Regions from separate parts of the Sus scrofa genome. Here region 2 is linked to region 1. Evidence: chromatin contacts called from public Hi-C data. All regions are on one chromosome and are shown on one strand. Each heading gives the region's core, a stretch centred on a gene start, on an enhancer-like site or on the middle of the called end of the contact. The rest is flanking DNA. Distances are from core to core; before and after follow the strand shown.

What was found. A called contact is a pair of places that touch in the nucleus more often than the background predicts.
Region 2: a contact with region 1 is called in a Hi-C map of retroperitoneal adipose tissue, with 1.6 times the contacts expected there. The contact joins the enhancer-like site here to the promoter of MAGEF1 in region 1. A contact is called at or near these places in 1 of 5 promoter capture datasets (fetal skeletal muscle), 10 of 47 Hi-C or Micro-C datasets (alveolar macrophages, embryonic fibroblasts, fetal heart ventricle and 7 more) and 1 of 2 datasets of contacts at active chromatin or transcription factors (skeletal muscle).

The regions. Positions count from the first base shown.
Region 1 is chr13:122,600,721-122,604,252 of Sscrofa11.1, reverse strand. MAGEF1 (melanoma-associated antigen F1) reads left to right here and starts at 1,553. Exons shown (of 1, transcript XM_003483283.4): 1 at 1,553-3,269. The coding sequence starts at 1,801. The coding sequence ends at 2,748. The region is part of intron 2 of LOC110256376 (a long non-coding RNA gene); the gene reads right to left.
Region 2 is chr13:122,487,724-122,491,255 of Sscrofa11.1, reverse strand. It overlaps EPHB3 (ephrin type-B receptor 3), which reads right to left. Exons shown (of 16, transcript XM_003358733.5): 16 at 2,960-3,532. Among named protein-coding and RNA genes, the nearest start is that of EPHB3, 22 kb to the right of the region's middle. Within about 2 kb of position 1,820, at least 36 of the 83 cell types and tissues checked have an H3K27ac peak or open chromatin away from gene starts, as enhancers often do. A contact at or near this core is called in retroperitoneal adipose tissue and skeletal muscle, where this site is marked.

The sequences.
Region 1 (3,532 bases), core at 304-2,803:
TGTTATTTCACTTGTAAAAGGGGGATAATAATACCACTTATCTAGCAGGGCTGTTATGAGAAGTAGATGAGTTAATACATGTAAAAAATGAGCACAGTAACAGCACATTACAAATATGCAAAAAAATAGCTAACAGTTATTGAACACTATATGCCAAACATTGTGTTAGTTTATATGCATTACTTCACATAATCTCTACAATGTTGTCTTGCATTATACCCATTTTACTGACAAGGCAACTGAGGGACAGGAAGTTTAGGTTAATTCGTCCAAGACTACATAGCTAGTAAATAGCAAATTTCATAGGACAGACATATCTATAAAACGAGGATAGTGCTAAGAGTACTTACTTTAATGAGAATTAAATAAATTAATATTGGAACGATGGTTAGAACAGAGCCTGGAGCACAATAAGGTGTATATGAGTGGGTGTTAAACAAATACAAATTTCTACGGTGATTCAGATATAGGAGTAAATAACTTCCATGCACAGAGACTAAGGAAGGCTTTGGAAAGGAGAAATTTAAGCTGATCCTAGAAATGAGGGGAAGGGTGAGAAGAGAAGCAGGGGAAGGGAAAGGAGGAGGAGAAGGGGAAGGAGGGAGGAGGAAGGGAGAGGGGAGACTGGGATGAAAGGAGGGAAAAGGGAGGGGGAAGGGAGGAAATGAGAGAAAAGGGAGAGGAGGAGTTGGAGAGGGAGGGAGAGAGGGAGGAGAGACACTAGGAGAAAGCTCAGAGTAGAGTAGGCAAAAAGAAAAAGTAATGGGAGTAGTTAAGTTTGATTACATTTTTTAAAAAACCTCCCCTTTCCTCCAATCTGTCACTATTTCTGCCAGCTATACTTCAATATATCGTTTATCATCTTCCTTTCACCCCTGTAGAATCTACTATCCTTACTCCCTCGTCATCCATTCTACGATATTTATGGAGTGCCTCTATGTGCCAGGCACTGATACACCAATGAACAAGATAGGCCACGTCTTAGTTCCTATTCTGCACTATGAAATAATACTCCAATACTTCAAGCTGGATTCCCAGTTTTTGGTCAGCCCTACTCCAATCCATTCTCTACACTGCCACCCAGAGAGACTGGAAAGATAACAGATCTGGTCTGGGCACTCCTTTGTTTAATCTTCCTGTTGCATATTCCCATCGTCCTCAGAAAAGATTTCAATCTGCCTAGCATCCTGTTCAAGGCCCTGCACCGTCCCGCACAGCCTTATCTCCCAGCCTTCATCTCCTTACATTCCGCATTTGAACCACAGTAAATTACTCAAAATCTTAGGTACACACACTTAGAATCAAGCGCCTGCTGAAAGGACGTGGCTAGAACTCCATCCTACTCCATTCTTGCACACTGAAACCTTGAGAAATTCCTGGTTATCCTCCTCCAGCTTTGCAGTCTTAAAAAGCTGCGCAAACTACACTCTTCCACAGCCCAAGCATCCCGGAAAGCCGGTGCGCACCTCCAACCCAGCGGTAGCCGGAAAAGGAGGGGCTTCGCCGGCCTCCGGGCCGCCATCTTGGCTGAGTTGGCCGGAAGTGTTACGGCGATCCAGCGGCGGGCGCGCACTGAGGCTGCGCGGCGGCGGCGGCGCAGGTCTTGAGCGCCGGCGGCGTTGCGGCGACCGTCCCGAGCCGTGTGCGGTACCGCCTAGCAGCCACAGAAACCCCTGTGTCATCTCTCCTAGTCCTACTCCAGGCGCCCCAGCCGCTGTCCAACCCTTCCGCCAGGGTTTGCGCAGCGGCTTGCACATCCCTCGGCCCGAGTACGCGCTTTGCACCTGCCTGCGCAAAAACATGTTGCAGAAACCCGAGAGCGGGGTTCTCCCCGTCCCTCAAGTCGAGGGGGAGATGGATGGCAGCCATGACGGTGAGACCCAGGCCCTGACCGTCTCGCAGGAGGAGGCCCCGAGCCCCCTCCTGCAAGAGAGCCCAGAGGAGGACCTTGACGCAGTAAAGGAGGAAGGGGCTGCGGAGCCCGCCCTCACCCCGAAAGGTGCGAGGGCCTTGGCAGCCAAAACTTTGGCCCGGCGCCGGGCTTGCCGCCGTCTGGATCGGACGGTGGCCGAGTTGGTGCAGTTTCTGCTGGTGAAGGACAAGAAGAAGAGTCCCATCACTCGCTCGGAGATGGTGAAGTATGTTATCGGAGACTTGAAGGATCTGTTCCCCGAGATCATCGCAAGGGCCGCAGAGCATCTGCGGTATGTCTTTGGTTTCGAGCTGAAACAGCTTGACCGCAAGCACCACACTTACATCCTGATGAACAAACTAAAACCTCCTGAGGATAAGGAGGAGGATCTGGGAGGAGATGGCCCCAGACTGGGTCTCTTAATGATGATCTTGGGCCTTATCTACATGAAAGGTAATAGCGCCAGGGAGGCACAGGTCTGGGAGATGCTGCGTCGGTTGGGGGTGCGTCCCTCAAAATATCACTTCCTCTTTGGGTACCCGAAGAGGCTTATTATGGAAGATTTCGTGCAGCTGAGATACCTCAATTACAGGCGTGTGCCTCACACCAACCCACCGGAATGTGAATTCTCTTGGGGTCCCCGAAGCAACCTGGAAACCAGCAAGATGAAAGTCCTGGGGTTCGTGGCCAAGCTCCATAAGAAAGAACCCCAACACTGGCCAGTGCTGTACCGTGAGGCCCTGGCAGACGAGGCTGACAGAGCCAGAGCTGAGGCCAGTATTAGGCCTAGGGCTAGGGCCAGAGCCAATGCTAGGGCCGGCAATCACCGCTGGTGAGGGCTATTGGAAGAGTGGCCAGCCGGAGGGGGGGGGGCTGAGGGGGTGGGTGGAGTTGGGCACAAAAACTACTGAGTCTAAGTAGAATAGGTGGGGGGAGGGTCGTGTTTTCTGTAGCGGTTGTATTTATGTAACTAGGATTTAGGTTTTGTATCTTGCTAAGTTTTGTTACATTTAATATACTGTTAAATTGATGTTTGTAAATGAGATTCGTATACTTTTTCCTGTAGGATTTTGTTGTAAAGTTTTGCTGGTTTTGTAAAATGAATTGAAAAACATTTTATTCTGTGATCTTGAACAAATGATGCAACAGTGAATGCTGTACTTAGGTAGTTTAAAGGAACTCAGCAGTATGATGATCTGGTACCAGAAAAAAAATAACTGATTAGTATCTAGCTTCGCAACACTTTTTTGTGTATTGTATAAAGAAAAAAGACTGACATGTAACTCTATTTGCTTAGTTATTATAGTATCTGGGGGGGGGAATGCAATAAATTAGAAGTATAACCTGGTATACTTAATATATGTTTGTTAAGTGTCTTTTGTGTAATGCACTGTTGGGGGTATTTGAGGATAGAGTGCTGAAAAAGATAAAGGTCCTACATTTCAGAACTGGACAGTAAATAAATAAACAGGAAATTACAGTGCAGTGAGTTGAAGACTACAGAAAGCCACCCAACCCAGCTGGGGGATTGGTTGAGGCTTGCCTGAGGTTCCCTTTAGTTGGACTTTGGTGTAGCAGTGGGAAGGGTGGAGAAGAGGGGAAGGAAAAGAAGAAGTTAGG
Region 2 (3,532 bases), core at 571-3,070, 110 kb after region 1:
TTACTATTCCTTTTTGTAGATGAGGACATAAGAGGCATAGAAAGGTCAACCTACCTAAGGTCAAAGGCTAAGGAAGCTGGGCTTTGACCCCTAGGTCTATCTATAATCTAAATCTGCAGCCTTTCCCACTGCACTACCCCAGTCGCCCCAGATTTCCAGGTGCTAATCCAAGGTCTGGCCACCCAGGCTTAGATCTAACAGCTGTGGTTCAGGGCCCTCTCCCTGGGGCCCTCCTGGCAGAGGGTCATTCTGAATAGCCTAGGGCAGCTTACTCTCTCTACCTGCCCCTACTCTCCGCGTTCAGGCACAGAGAGAGGAATGAACTGTGTCATTTGGGGCTGCAACTGCAGCTCTGGGGCAGATGCGATTAAGGAGGTGAGAGGAAACCGCTCCTCCCCCACACTCAACACTCCCCGCCCCACCCCCATCCCACTGGCTGCCTTTTTTACGCGCTCTCTGCCCCCAGGAGTGTGTAATTAATTAACCAAGACGCTAACCAGCTAACCAGTGTTAAGACCTCGCATGCCTCATCGGCCCCCAGGAAAGCCAGACCCCTCCTGAGTACCCTCATTCTTCCCAAGCCTTAACCACACCCCATCCCTCTTTACACCCCAGCTTGGGGGTGGGGGCGGGGTGTCTGAGGACTCAGCCAAAGCTCTAGTGAGACAGGTTAACAGGGTTAGGCGGCCCAGGTAGGAATGCACCGGGGGAGGAACCATCAAAGAAGGGGAGGCTTTTGTCCTTTCTTTGCATCCCTTCCCCCACCTCCGCTCCGTCGTGGGAAGCTCTGGGGGCGTGTGGGTTAGGAGGTGGGACCAAGGGAGGGTCTTGAAACAGAACGTGAGAACCGGGGTAAGGGAGGTGACTTGAGGACGTGGCGTACATGCAGGGGAGTACAAAGCCGGACACACGTGAAGGAGGTATGTACGGTGTGCTGCACAGGGCACATCCAATAGAGTACCTTATGCACCTCGGGTTTCCGGGGTCCAGACGTCCCTTGAAATCTTTGTCTTGGAGCGCACGCACAGAGGGCCCCTGTAAGTGCGTCTCCCAGCCCCCACCTCTCCCTCGGCGCTCAACGCCCACGGCCCCGCCCTCCCCGCCTGCACAGCCGGGGGCGTGACTTACATCGGTGGGCGGAGCCCTACCCCAGACTCCCACTAAGATGGTTCGAGTGAAAGGATAGGTGAGGAGGTCACTTCAGGAGACGCGGGCCACGGTCCCTCCCCTACCCTGGAGCCTCGGGAAGAGGAAGTGGACACTTGAGCAGGAGCTTGGAATGCCCCCTTCCCTTTATCTGAGCCCTCAGCCCGGGAATGCGGCGCGGGGTGTGCAAGACTCCACTCAGCACCGCGTCTCCTCCCTTGGCCGCCCGCGACACCTCTCGCCGCTGACAGCTGCGGCGCCTGGGCGCAGGGCGGCCTCGGGCCCTCCCCCACCCCCCTCATCGCCCCCTCAGCCTCCGCCCTCGGCGTAGTTCCCAACCGGGGAAGAAAGGAGGGCTCGGCGGAGGAGCTCCGTCCCATCCGGTCCCCGATCGCCGGAGCCCCCCGGGGCTGCAGAGGGCCCCAGCCTTGCAGGGAGCCCCTCCCCCGGGCAGCCACTGCAGCGTGGCTGGGCTCCGTGGGGGGAATACTAAGGAGCGGCACGCCGGGAGCAGCCCCGGTGCGGGAGCGCGCGGCGAGGGGCGGGAGCGGCCCCCGGAGCCGTAGCCGCTCGACCGCCGCGTCCCTGCCCCTCTTCTCGCCAGGCACTAGCCGCTGGAAGCGGGCGGGCAGAAACCCTCATCCTTCGCCTTGGACCCACTCCACTCTCTCGCCGGCCTGGTCTGCCTCCCGGGGCTTGGTCCCCTGCACCAGAAATAGCCGCGCGGTGCCTCCATCCTGCTGCACCACCAATCCCCAGCTATCGACCCCGCTTAGAATTCCCCTACCGAGCTCTGCCCTGCCTGGAAAGATGTGCCGGGCTCCGTCCCACACGTGAACCCAGAGATCTGAGGCTTGGTCCTCACTGCTCCCCCTCTCCGGTCCAGCCAGACTCTAATGTAGGATGTGCAGATTCCTTGGAAACCTGTTCTCTGCCCTGCAAAGGTTTACTGCCCAAGGTTCCCTCCTCCTGACACTGGAAAAGTGACTGCTCATGCCCCCGCACCCCCTCCCCGCGAGTTTCTGCGTCCAAGGGGCCTCTGAGGCCCCCCACCCTACCCTGCCCCCTCTCTCCTTTGACATTTCCAGAAGCTGTTTTCCTAACCCTCTCCCCAGTTCTGGTTATTTATCCTCTGAACCTTTCAAGTGTGCAGGCAGCCTCTGGGTGGGAATCCCAGCCTCAGGCCTTGCTTACTGGCTCAGCGACTTTGGGCAAGTTACTTAACCTCTCCCTTTCCTCCTCTGTAAAAAAGAGATAAAAATACTTCCTTCCCTGGCTGGGTTGTTGTGAGATTAAATAAGAGCCATGTATAAATGGAGCAGTTTAGCCTGGTGCCAGGAGCATAGTAATCACTGAGTAAAGAGTCGCCACACTGCTGGGCTGACGCTTGGCTGAAAGGAACCTGCTTCTGCAACTGAACACCAGTGGGCTCTCATCCCCTTTGTCCTGGGCCATGTGACCCTGGGAGCTGACCGACTCCCTCCACCCCCAGCTCCCACAGAGACAATGGGTGTAAAAAGACTCAGTCTGTGAAACACCATCCAGACTCAAGTGTCCGTCCGGAGAGACAACCCCTGGGAAGGCCCAGACCTTAGAAGGCAGGAGATTCGAGGTAGTTTGCTCTCTACTGTTATCACCCCACTTCCAAGAAGTTAGCTGCAACAAGGCTGAAGCACAAAAGGGAAATTGAGTCTGGAGAGGCCTGGATCTGGCCTCCCAACAACTCCTGGGGAGGAGTGGTGCTAAAGGACTGCGAACTTGTGGGCAACAGGGCATCCTGCCTTGGGAGGTGGAATGAGAAGCGGCAAGAGAATCATCTTATTGCCTTTATTCCGCTGACGGCCCAGCTGGCCCCACTGCAGGGCACAGGGCCAAGCTTTTACACACTCACTCATGCTCTCTGTGCAGGCCAGTGCGTGCACACACACACACACACACACACACATACACACATCCAATCTCTGGCTCTGAGAGTCAGTCTCTGGGGTTGGGGGCAAGGGGCTGCTCCTCAGCCTGCCCCTGCCTGCCCTTTTATGACAGCACCAAGGGCGGGGGTGGGGCAGGGCCCTCAGCCCCCAGAACAAGTCCCTGTGCAAACTGGAGGTGCCAGCTGGCTTTGGGATGGGGGTGTCACATTCCCCCATTCCCAGAGTCCCTCCTCCAGTTTCTGAGGGAGGGACTGCTCTCCACCTACCTGGGGGGCCAGACCCCTGCCAGGGCTGGGCCCTATGGAGCCCAGGCTTATCCCCCACCTGACGGTGCCAGGACCTCCAGCACTGAAGAACAGCCAAGTCTGAGGTGGTGGGGATTCCCCCACTGGAGAGCAGGAAGGCCTGGGCCCCGAGGGGCTTGGAAGGGGTCATCACCCCCTCTCCTAATCCATCTT